Regions from separate parts of the Drosophila melanogaster genome. Here region 2 is linked to region 1. The links are chromatin contacts, called in public Hi-C maps. All regions are on one chromosome and are shown on one strand. The core of a region is the stretch at or near the end of the contact, and the rest is flanking DNA. Distances in the headings are between cores, read along the strand shown.

What was found. Hi-C and Micro-C count contacts between places; a contact is called where the count stands out from the background.
Region 2: a contact with region 1 is called in a Hi-C map of the Kc167 cell line, with 2.1 times the contacts expected there. The contact joins the promoter of Tob here to the promoter of lncRNA:CR33963 in region 1.

The regions. Positions count from the first base shown.
Region 1 is chrX:12,657,995-12,664,658 of dm6, reverse strand. It overlaps lncRNA:CR33963 (long non-coding RNA:CR33963), which reads right to left and starts at 5,197. Exons shown (of 1, transcript NR_002692.1): 1 at 4,027-5,197. Tis11 (Tis11 zinc finger protein) reads right to left here and starts at 5,244. Exons shown (of 4, transcript NM_001272561.2): 1 at 5,111-5,244; 2 at 3,792-4,125. The coding sequence starts at 3,875.
Region 2 is chrX:16,089,078-16,095,641 of dm6, reverse strand. It overlaps Tob (Transducer of ERBB2), which reads left to right and starts at 4,147. Exons shown (of 6, transcript NM_001169300.3): 1 at 4,147-4,495. CG42353 reads left to right here. Exons shown (of 5, transcript NM_167485.4): 4 at 1-184; 5 at 249-2,583. CG42354 reads left to right here. Exons shown (of 6, transcript NM_001144730.3): 5 at 1-184; 6 at 249-2,583. The coding sequence ends at 1,539.

The sequences.
Region 1 (6,664 bases), core at 3,948-6,447:
ACTGAGAATCCCCCCCCTCTTCAACCATTTACCTCTCGCTTCCACTCCAAGGGTATCTCAAGGGTCAGCCAGTCAATATGCTGACAATGTGTTATTGTTGTTGTTGTTGCTGTTGTACTTATTACTTTAGTTGTTGTTGCTGCCCCGGCCTCATGTCCTCATGTGCGTTTTCATGAGTTTAAGTGCCCTGTTGGGTAGTGAGTTTAGTTGATATGCTCACTTTAGCCTTTTTATAGCCAGGTTCAATAGGAAACTGCCAGAATTCTAGGCAACAGCAGGTGCATGTTCTAGAAAACATATCACAGGAACAAACCTATACACTTAATGCCTTCATATAGTCAAGTTCTATTGAAAACGATTTCAGTTCTTACAGTTAGCAGGTGTACTTTTAGCTTCTTTCGGAAGACGTTAAGACATCTTTTCAAAAACATTGCGAGCTTAAAATGTCAAAAGAACCACATATGTACATATGTATGTATATGTGCACAGTCCGTTTTTAATGCATAGCAGAATATGTATCTAACTTATAGATGTTTCAAGCAAATTTCAATATAAGTTATGTCTGGCAACACTGTCGCTGCGCTTGCAATGTGCGCCAGTGTGGGTGAGTGAGTAAAAGAGACAGAGCGAGCGGATCGGGGACTTGAGCCTGCGATTTCGAATCGGTTCGTTTGGAATGGGTATATGGGCTCATGCGGTATTGGACCTGGACTTTAGGGATGGGGCTATTAATCGAGTCGAGTCGGTTCGGTTCGGATCGGATCGAAATGAAATGACGTTCGGCGGAGTTGAGGGTTAACGAAGAAGGAGCAGAGGTGGGGGGCAGATATAATGGAGAAGGGTGAGGATTGAAAATTGAAGAGTTGCCTTTTTTGTTTAGGTAGGTAGCGGTGGTGGTCGCTACACTCGCTCTTTGCTCCTCCTCCTTCTCCTCCTTGAACTCCTACTACTTCGCCTTCTCCCCCGCCGATCTGATTGCTCTTCTTCTTCGTCTTCTTCGCGCAGCAATGGCGTCGGGACAAACACACATCGCACAAGAAGAAGAAGCAGCCCAGACGAAGAAGAAGAGGGAGGAGGAGAGAAAAACACACAGATCAAAATAAAACGACGACGTTGTTGTTATCGCCTTGGCAGGAAATGGAATTATATTCGTAAAAAGTAGTCGCCGTTTGTCGCTCTGCAAGTGTAAGTGAGCCTCTTCTCAGCAGGAGAGGGTAGCGCTGAGAGCGGGCCGGGGGAAACGGCTGGATGGAGGAGTGCAGAGGAGTTGGGCAAAGAGCAGAGGAGGGGGAGTTTGCTGAAACGCAATACCGCTGATTACGTACGGGAATTTCGATATAACAAACTAAGCACATTTTACACATTTTACTTTTCAGCCTGAAAACGGAGAAGCCGACATACAAAAAAAAAAACACAAACCAAGCAAACCGACGAGACACACTACAGTGGTCACACGCTACACAGCTACTACTTGACTAAACCTTCATTTAAATATGGATAATAAAATAAAATACGAATAATAATAATTGATTTAGGAAACAAGGGCATTGTAGTAAAATAGATTTAAGATTTATATAAGAAGTCAAATAATACTCTTGCTAAAATAAGAGCAGAGTTTTAATATACATCTTTTATCGAGGTTTCACTGCAAACTGCATTTAACTGCATATCACATGGTAATACAATGTACATGCATATAAATTTCATAATAAAATCAAGACGAAACCAAGAAAACGAGAAATTAAAAGTTATGCGAAAAAGTGAATTTCAAAGTTGGCGCTGCTCCCTTCTCTTCTCTTTCGGCACTTCATTCTCCATTCTCCCCTTCCACCCTTTCTCTTCTCCACCGCCTACCTCTTCTCAGTGCACATTCCCGAACGAAGTGGCGCAGTAAATGTAACAAAAGCCAAAACCAAAATGTTTTTATAAATTCAAAAGCAAAGATTGTGACATTATTGTTTTTCGTTCATATTTTAACTTATAGCCGAAACAAAGACGAGTTAAAAAATGAAATTGATTTAAAAAATATAATTTCCTTATGCAAATATCTTTCATAATCTTATAAAAGAGTTGCAAAGAAGGAGTTGCAACAATTTTGTCGCCTAATAAAAAAGTTGCGCGGCAGCATTTCCTATTTGCCTGTGTTTGCTTGAAAGTGTTTGTGGTGCCCTTTCGCTTTCTGCAGCAATTTGTTGTTGCCTTTGTGGCTAAAAACTGCTGCATAATGACAACAAAAATATATCAAACAATTTTCAGTGCGAATCGTTGCTGATTGCCTATCGATAATCGATTGCAAAGTTCATTCAACAAGCATTTGCAACTTTATCGGACGTCAACCTGGCTTGGCCCTATTTTTATTATGTTTGTTGTTTTTCTCCTTGCTCAATGTTATTTTTTCCTTTCTATGACTCTACTTGACCCTTTGGCTTTGCATTTTAGTTTACGCAAATTTGCGAAAAAAAAGCGCAGGCACAAGAACAAGAAAATCAAAACAAAAGTGAGCCCAACACTGCTCCATCTGTCTCTTACTTTGCTCCCCTCTCGTTTTTACACGAAAAACCGCAAAACTTTTCACGTAATCGCTGCAGCAGAGCTTTTGAACATAAAAAAAATATTAAAAACTTAACTCATCCGAGAGCAATCAATAAACCCAAAAAAAACAAATGAACGAAATAATATGTATAAATAAAACAACAGAAATCATTAAAAACACAAAAATCCATCCAAAGCAAACCCGGAACTTGAGTTAATCGAATTTGTTGTCGATCAACAGCTGCGCTGCCAACGTCGCTGCCAGCAACACGCACACATGCACCACACACATACATACGTATGTATATACAAACAGTAAATGATCACGAGTGGTGTTATTGCTGTTGTTGCTGCTGCTTTTAATGATGCTGCTGCGATGACGCCAATTGTAACAAATAAATACGAAGAGAAGGGACAAAAAGAGAAGGTGCACAGCGTAAGGGAGCGGATCGAGAGGGAGAAAGAGCGGGTGGGAGAGAGTGATATGCAAGGATGCCCCGCCCCCTTCTCCAATACACTTATCACAAATCCTTATCAGAGAATTATTTAGTCCACTTTATAGTCTGTCGCTTATTTTCATTTTTCACCACCATCACACACACACACTCTCTATTTGTTGCTGTTTTTTGTGAGTTGACAAACCGAAAGTATAATTATGAATCAGCTTTATAATGGGGAATAACAAACAACAAATACAAGTGTAACAAAACGGAAATATAACGAAGTGAAAAATGGAAAACAAGTTATCGAAATTAAGCAAACGATGCACATATTGCCTTTAACAATGCGACACAAATGCGGCGCAAAATGCAACTGCCGAAATGAATAAACCAAAAAAAAACATGTGGTTTAGGCATGTTTTAAGTTGACTGGAAAATATTTTAAGTTTTCTTTTCACTCAATCTATATGGAGCTTCTCTAATTTTGCTTACCAAGTGCTTGACTTTTTTTTTTAGTGAATTAGCAATTTGAGTTTTACTAAATTTCTTGGAAGCCCAAATACCAAGACAAAAATGCATATGCGCACATCTGCATGCAATATAAAAACAACATAAGAGACCTATTGAATTAGTTTTGTAAATTAGTCATGGCATATTTATTCAATTTCATTCATAACTCTGGGTAAAACCACATCTTGAAAAATAACACTTTAAACAATACCGAATTTTGAGAAAAAAAAAACACAAGAACAAGAATATAATGACCGAACAGTTAAAAACGGAGGAAAACGTAGTTTTTGAGAATTTTGGGAAACTTACCGTTACGTATTTGGATATATCGCCACGCTCGAAGTAGTGCGAATCATCCTGCTCTCTTGATTTCTGCAGAATATCAGCAGACATTTTGTTGATTGGTTTTGAACAGATTGTTAACTTGATTTAGCCGTTGTTGTTTATTTGTTGTATTTTCCACTGGACAAGACAGAAAAAATGTGCGAATTTTTTCGTTTTGTTTTTCTTTTCTATATATCTTTATTTCGTTGCTTTTTCTTTTGTGTTTGATTTGTATTTGCTTTGCACTTGAATATTGAGTTATGTATGTTGTTGTTATTCGTTCCGCGAATATTGCATTGCAACAATAAAAAAAAATCAGCTAAAAGAGTGAAGAGAGCGTTTGATTAGCGACGAATAATGGAAGTGAGAGAGCGATGCACGAGGGCAGAAGAGAGAAGGGCAAAGAGCAAGGGAACAAAAATTTCACGTGCTTGTCGTTCGTATGCGTATGCGTATGGGAGTGTGTTCGTAAGGATATTTTCCAGGCACATGTGCAAAGGAAAGAAGAACCAAAGGCTGATATTCTTCGCTTTGCTTTGTCCCTTTTTTGATATACACATGTGTGTGTTTGTTAAACAGCCGATGTCTGTTTTATTTACGTGTGTGCGTTGTTTGCTTTGCTTTTATCGTCTTCGTTCGCGTTCTCGAAAAGCGAAAAGATAAGCTTGCGCTTCGTCCCTTCCTTTCCGTCCTTCCTTTCCTCCTTCTCTCACTCTATCTCCCTATGTGTGCCTAAGTGTTGCGTGTGTGTGTGCGATCTCTAGTGGTGGTCGTATATCACTTGCGTCTGTGTGTTTGTAATTCTTATATTATTGCTGCGACAGCGAACTCAAAATCATCAAAAAAAAAAACATAACACAAAAATCAAATAAAAGGGCAGCAATTTCTGTCGTTTATGATTTTTCCCTGTTGCTTCGCATGCTCCTTGTGCGCGCGGTTCTTCTTGTTCCCAAAGTCCTTGGGATTGCACACATGCGCGCATGTAAATTAATCGAATGCTTGCTTATGCTTATTTGAACATGATTCAAGAAATTCTCGTTGCGCCTTTTATATTCATTTACTCTTACTTTACACCTTTTAAAAACAACGACAACAGTGGACCATTTCTTACTTTACTATACAGTTAACTGTTGTATATTGATGAACAACCAATTCGAATTTTTCCGGCACTTGCAAAAAAAAATAAACCACGAAAAGGATGAAAGGGAATGTAAGTTGACCACTCGATTTGGATCGCACAAACACCACAAGATACACGAGAAACAAGCACACAATTTTAATTTGGCTATCGAATCGCTTATTACTTTGAATACGGGCGCAGAGGTCCTGTCGCTCTTCGCTCGTTCGCAAAAAAACACAACAAAATAGACGCAGCACGTCCGTCAGACAACCAGCCAGATCGGAATCGAACCTTACACTCGCACAAAAATGTCGAATCGCCGTTTTTTCGATTCGGTTGCCCGGCAGTGTGACCAGCCGCGAGTCAGCCGAAAAATGCCCACGTCATATATGCTTTTTGGTGAACGGCATTTGGCCTCCCGTTAGGCGCTCTTTTGTCAGAGCGTTTGAGTCTAAGATATGTAAATGGTTATTCTGTAGTCGGTTAGTTTTTACCTAGCTAAAAGAAAAAATGCTTCAAACTTGAAATGAAAGTTTTTTCATATAATACCTTTAAATCAAGTAGCATAGTCGATAGTAAATCAAGTAACATTAATCGAGCCAACTCGCTTGCTAGTGGTGCCACCTGTGCAAACTCGACTGGTAGAGGTGCCACCTGTACCTACTCGCTTGCCAGTGGTGCCACTGGATTGCCTTTAAATTTTCGAAGTTATTGGCAGCGCTGTCCCAATTTCTACTATTTTTAAAACATTATTGAAGCGCATAATTGCACTAGTTAGGCAACTTTAAGTTGTTAAAGATATATTTCCAGTCACTTCAGCTCCACGGGTGGCAAAGTCAAACTATGTGGCAGCCATCTAAATCGCAGTATCAAAACAAGCGCCATAGTTTAAATTTCATTTGTATTTTTCCCCATGTTAGCTTTTTAGGAATGTAATGATAAAATAATGACAATGTTCTCAGGAGTTATCCTGCAATAAGTTATTTATAAATGTAAAATTATAAATAGCAAATGTTTTAAGATCTCTTGTCAAACTAAAGAGACGAATTGATAAATGTTGCGCTTCGTTTTTGCTCTTTTACTATTCAATCAGAACTTTAAATGTTCTTATCAGCAATTGCACTGCAATTGGTGTTTTCCAATCAGCGCCTTCTGCTTGCAAACGGGGTGCTGATTGGAATGGGTCAGTAGTGCAGTGGACATCCCATAAAGTTAATAAATAATAAAAAGCACATTCTCACACACAGACGGACCGCGTACGTGTCATTGGTCAACAATGACGAATAAACAAAGAAATTAAGAGGGTCTAATAAATAAATGTATTTCACAGTCGGGTTGCAAAAGACGTCAGCTGCTAAATTCGTTTTGGATCTTAAGAAAGACCACCTGAAAGTGAAAAAACATTACGAATCGATTTTTGGAGGCATTATGGAAAATACTTTAAAGAAAGATGATTAACGCTGCGCCCCCCTGTACCATCCATTACAGTATCGCAGATAACCATTCCATTAAATATAAACGTAATTTAAAATATTGACAACTTTCTCTACAAAGATTCTACGTTTTTTTTCTCATCTCTTCAGAATATTTTGCTAACTACCAGCTATGCAATCTACTAGATGATATCAATAGTAGCAGTACAAATTTAAATAAACAAACCATAAACCATAAACCATAAACCATAAACCAATGTGACAATGAAATGTTTTTATGTCACGTTCAAGTTTTCATAACTAAA
Region 2 (6,564 bases), core at 2,898-5,397, 3.4 Mb before region 1:
GGCGCACTAAGACCGGGCCCAATTTAAGTGAGGAGTCTCTCGGGAGCAGCACCTCATCGTCGGTACTCAATTCGTGGACCATTCTGCCAGTGGTTAAGGAGAAGGATGACGGACTGGAGGCGAAGACCGAACTGTTGACGGATTTAAGGCCGAGCAGTCGCGCGGATAAGCAGAAAAACGAGAGGTGAGACAGCATAATGATTCCCCAAGGATATGGCAACTCATCCACAAGTTTGTATCCCAAGCAGATGCAATAGGCCTGCAGCCGAGGATCCTCAGGCAGATGATATTTCTGATGGCATTTCGATAATCAGCGATTGCGAGAGTACGGATCGCATATCACCGAATCTATTTCTGCGCGAACCCCTATTGGGTGACATGGGTTTCGGTGATTTACCAACTAGTCCCGTGGAACTGATTGCCCCCATAAGCACTGACCAGCAGCTATCGGAGTATCCTGAGCGGGAGCCGGAGCAACAACAGCCGGAGTCCAAGAGCGTAGTGCGCTCCAAATTAGATCTGCAGTTGCCACCGCTGGTGCAAAATGGCCTGACCGCCTTCTTTTATGTGGCCTCCACTTTGGCCATTCTAGCCTTTGTTGGCAAACTACGCAATCCGGAATGGCAGGTGCTCGGTGAGGAGAAGCCCCTGATCGAACTGGAGCGACGAGTGGGTGAGCTGGAGCTGCAAAATAATTTACTGCGCGCCGAAATCGATATCATGTCGAAGAAACTGCAATATCTTGCAGCTGGACAGGACGCAACGATGCAGCGACAGGGATCTGGTCGTGCCAAGGGCAAGACCTTCAAGGCCTGGCCAGGAAATGGTGATTCGGTTCAGCCCGTGGATATCACCAAGGCCGATTTGAAGCAACCCTTTCAGTGCGACGATGGTCAGTTCGTTGAGATCGCTGGCATGTGCGTGGAGAACAAGCAGCATTTGGATTCTTTAACAGATGAGATTGGAAATGCCGTCAACGATGTGCTACAGCAGTCTGGAGCCTTTCACAAGTTTGAAAAGGTCACCGAGAAGCTGGGCAATTTTGCCGGTGCCGAGGATACCGAAAACGTTGATCCCAAAGGTTTTCACTCGAAAAGAAATGATGGTCCACAAACCGTAACTTCCCATGGCCAGTCATCGAAGCTGGCGGATGGTTCGAAAGAGCGTTACAGGCCAAAGTATAAGCAAGAGTACAACACGAACGACAGAAAGCAGCGGTATCGGAATGAAGATCACGATCGCCGCAGCCGTACAGATGATCACTCACGGGAGAAGGGTAAAACTAGATGCTACGATCAGTCATCCAATAAACGAGGATGTTACAATAAGAACTCTAAAAAATCCAACGAGGAGCACTCCAACGAGAATAGCAAGGAACGCTATCCTAATAACGATAGCGGTAGTGGCGAGTGGCATGAACGAATGATGCTACAGCGAGAAAACGCTCGCCACAAACATCAGAAGCGGAACAATAAGAACTGGTTCATCAAACGAGGCGAAAGTCGCGAACAGATGCGTTCTGGAGAGACCCAAAGCTAAATGGATTCGCCGCAATCTTATATATAATCTACGCATCAAGACGATGACCTCTATCTTCATCCCGTAGGGAAGAAGGGATCGAAATTTCGCAACAGAGGTCACATATACATATATACTTTAATCCCAAGATATACTTAAGGACAGAGTGTGCTAGTAAAGCGCACACCGAATTTGCGCTGGTTCCTAACTTATACATGTGTGTGTTTGTAATATTTCGACGATGCTTCTACAGAGTGTTTTTTTCTTTTTGTTCAAGACAGCAATTAAACAGGAATCAAGGTTTTTTGAAACACACTGTAGAACCAGAGCTTAATAAGCATCAAGCGATGCAAGTGCTTAATATTTATTTATTTTTACCTACAATACAACAATCGTTTTGGCTGCGTTAAAGCTAGCATTATCTTTATAATCCCGATATCGCAATGTATGTACATATACAGATTCAATAGTCAGTGTTTAATACTAAGTGTATCGCATTTTTAATGGAAATATCGTACATATCGCCCACATTTAACTAAAATGGAATTAATACTAAAAAGCTTATGAGGACTTATGAGGATTAAAATCAAAATTAAATGTAAATCCCACTTAAGTTAAATGTGAGCGATGTCTTTGTATAACATTGGTTCCTCCCATTGAAGGGTGTTATTTCTTCTACAAAGTTCCAGCTCAACCTAAGAGACAGACCCATCCAAGTCCGTCAATAAAGCAAAATCAATTTCCTTTCAACGAGTTTATCAATAATCCTTTTGAAACATTAAATTTCGCTACAAATTATGTATTGATATATACATAAATATATATATTTGTGATACCTATACTAATATTTTTTTTTAGTCTAGAAAAATAAATTATTGTACCATATTAGGTATTCCTGGAAAGCCAATTTAAAAAAAAGAAATCCTATAAAACTGATAAAAATCGAAAATGTAAAGGAAATCCATATTTTTGTATGCATGTTCGTTCAAAATCTAAGCGTATATATTAATAAATGTATAAATGTGTACCCCAAATGTTTTGCGATGAAATAAATAAAAATCCTTCAATTTCATTTAGTACTTCTTTATCTACCAAACATTGAAAAGGTTTTCACCATTCTTGATTTAAATATTTGAAAAAAGGGAAAGTAAGAGTATCACAATATTTCTTACTATTCACGACGAATATACATGCACATACATATGTACATACACAGGTGTGACCTTTCACCTTTTTGTTCGAGCTAGGTCCACTCTAATGTACATATACATATTACCTCTGGGTGTATGTACGCATATGTTACGTGCTCATGCACTTTCATTTCTTGTCCCAGTTTTCGGAAAAGGGAAAAGGGGGGGAGGGGTCCGAGCCAAAGCCCAAAGAGAGCGACTCGTTTTGTCGGCCAGAGTGGTGGAAGAGGAGGAGGAGGGGGGGGGCTGTACTAAAACTGTGCCACGGAAGGATATGCACTCATTGCGCAAGCCCTTCTAGGCTCGATTTTACTACGAGCACAACCAACACACGCCCACACACTCCTCCAATCGTCCAGTCACGCGCAAAATTATTCAGGGCATCCGAGCGATGTAAAAGCAAGGTGAAGTTTAAATACCTTAACAATCGCAAATCCATATTGAGAACTATCAAAATAACTAATATTTACTTAGCTAGGATTTCCACAAAGTAGGCATTATGATTTCACACGATGATCTTATGAGGTTTAGTTACTATTAATATATAACATAACTTTTTCAGAATATCATATTGATATTGCAAATTTAAGTTAGACTATGATTTATAAATAAACTATATTTAAAATGACTAAAATAAAACTACAACAAAGCAAGAAAGTAAAAGTTTTCAAAAGCTTTAAACTGATATTTTAAATATTTCAATCCTAACTTGCTTTTAACTAAAGTATATCATGTTTATGTCGACACTTTTCCCAAACCAATATGGGATGTATATATTTACATCGGTTGCTAAATTGAAGGTAACAAATTTTAGTCATATTACCACCTTTTCGGATATAATTTTGTCCAGGGAAAAGCACCCACACAAAAATATGATGAGTGCAAGCAGTGCTGCCAATTTTTTTCAAGAACAATTTTTTTTTTTGCCAGTCGAATCTCATATACCCTTGCAGTAAATATAAATTTAAAAAACTGGTCTATAAAAAAGTCAAAACAATTTATCAAAACAAAAATTGATTAAAAACAACAAAACTATGATTTCTTGTTTAATATTTTCAATTATATTTCCGTCTGTTTGGTGTTGGGCTCTTGGACAGTTAGAATTACCGGTGCCCGCTTAAATATTTATTTTATTTTAAGCAATCCACCATAGACGGGAAAAAAGCTAAATTGACAACCGTGGGTGCAAGTACCAGACAGAGAGAGAGAGATAGGGAGAGGGAAAGAGAGAGGAAGAGAGAGAGTGGGAAGCCGAACCGAGTTTAGAACATTTAGCTTCGTGAGTGATTCGTGCGTAGTGCCGAATAAGACCAACACGGTGGTGAAGGTGGGGGTGCTGGTGCCGAAGTGTGCGTGTGCACTTGTTTGTTGTTGGTTCACTGAGGCCCGTTCGCGCGTCAATTCAGTCTCAGTTACTAAACCGATTTCAAGAACTACGGACGCTTCGCTCGGCCCTTGCTAAGTGGCGTGTGCTACAATTAAGTAACGGGCAGAGACATTTCACAACAACAACAAAAAATAGGAAAATAGAATACAACAAGAAATACAAAACCAAAAACCATCAAAATCCCAATAAAACCAAACCACATTAAACAAGAAAATAATAAATAGACATCCGAGCACATATACCCACGCAAAAGTAAAACAATAGCATACTAGTTGGTACAACTGGGGTATTTTATACATAACTCGCTAAATCCTTCGTTTAATACAACGACCACCAGGAGGAAACAACCAAAAACTACAGTAAATCGGAAACAAGAAATAACCATCAGCAAACTGCACCGGTAGTTAAAAAAAAAAAACAAATAAATGTTGAATTACAATTTTTTATCTATTTTGTTCGAAAAAAATATTGCAATATATTTGTGTACTTGTGTGTGCTGTGCAAAAATTGAGAAAGCAGCGAACTATCCCCCACTACACATACATCTATCTAGCCCCCACAGAAAATACAATAACAATGATTGTGATATAAAAAAAAAAAGAAACGAAAAAAAAAGAAAACAAAAAAGGAGATGGAGCATCGCTTCTCTCACTTTCGCTCGGCTGTTTTCATACTTCTTGTTTTGTTGTCGTTAGTTATGGCGCTCACTAGAGCACTGGGCTTTTCAGCGCCGAAAGGGACAGCTGTTCTTCAATAAATTTGGGTAGAGAGAGAGCTCGACTCCAGGGAACGAACTATAACTCCCTTTCCTATGCATTCAAACTTTCGTAGCTCAAAAGATGAAAGAGCAAACCGAAGGGTGCACAAGATTTGAATACCCAAAGCTTTTACAGTAGGGTACTTTAGTTGGCTTGAGCTCAGATTATTAAATACTATATATGGATATTGATTTGTTAAGAAGTTTGATGTAAATACAAATCGATCTATCTTAATCTAGCATATCCCAATTTGTTGTCGTAATTCGTGCTTAAAAGCTATAGCTAGCAGCTGATATTTGCGTTAGCAAGCTCCAAATACAGTACGCATTCTTTAACTTGACCATTTCACAATTCTGTTCAATAAATAATTCAGAGTACATGTCGATACCTCATGTTATCAGTGTTATGAAAATTTCATCCCACTATATATAACTTTGACACCTCTGAAAATGTTCGTGCTAGACAGGTTCCACTGTACTTTCTGCACAGTCTTCTATAGTTGTGTTGCACAACAAAAGACGAATTTTATAATAGTACATGTGTGCGATTTCATTTGCGCAAGCTTTTGTTTTTTTTTTATTTATTTATTCATCTGAAACAACATCGATGATTCGATAGCAATTGTTGCAAGTTTGAGAGCATAGTGACCACCGACTGCAGCTGCTTTTGCATTTCTGCCAAAGAACGAATGAAATGAAATAATTTTCGACCAAACCAAAAAACGAACTTGTGCCAGACAAATACTATCGCGTCAGAAGACCATCATTTGGCATTTTGTCGCGGTGTTCGTCGCAAGCTTATTGTATCTACTTGCATGCATACAGGGAAAAAATAGTATTCAAAAAAAAAAAAAAAAAAATTATATTGTGTACTGTACACACTCAAATGTGTATTGTATAGACAGACATTCCGGCATGGCAGTGTATTTGTCATTTCAATTTTCGTGTGTGCTCAGATAAACGAACGAGAATCATGTGCCTAATATTGTTTTTTTTTTTTTTATTTGTTGTTTGCTGTTGTGAGGTAAAATGTCCCAACATCTTACGAACAGCTGACTGTGTTTATGTGTCCTCATATGATTATGTTGCGTTATGCTTCAAATTTTGGCAAGTGAAGTGCATGGGTGAACATAAAAAAAAATAATAATAATACAGCAACAAAATTAAGAGGAAGTGAGAAAATGCCAATAGTTCAGGCACACAAACTCATACGCAGTTTGTCGGTCGGTCAGCTGTTTTGTGTTGTCTTGAGCACCAGGGTCTCTCATTTTTCTATTTTTTTTTTCTTGTTGTTCCCCCACTCTCTATCTCTCTTTTCCTCTCTCTCTCTCTATCTCTCTCTCGCCGTTGAAATTATACCCCTGCGCCAGTCGGGGAAAAATTAGAGCAACGCTTGCTCCACAACGCTCGATAAAACTGCGGGAAAGAAGGCTGCAAAGCAATAACTAAAAATAATTTGTGATGATCTTGTAAATTGAAGTACTGCACAATGTCTACAATCCACAAGTTTCGAATGCACAATATAACGTGTGAGTGTGATTTTACCACTAAGCGCTGCAAGGAAATTCCCCTAAAGCTGGTTATGCAATGTATTGAAAATCGTAGAGCATTTCTCTTTTGTTTGTTGTCGATAAAAATATACCTATCTAGTGCGATACAATTCAGCGCGCAGTAAACATTGAGTCCAGCCAGATCTTTATATATGTACATAT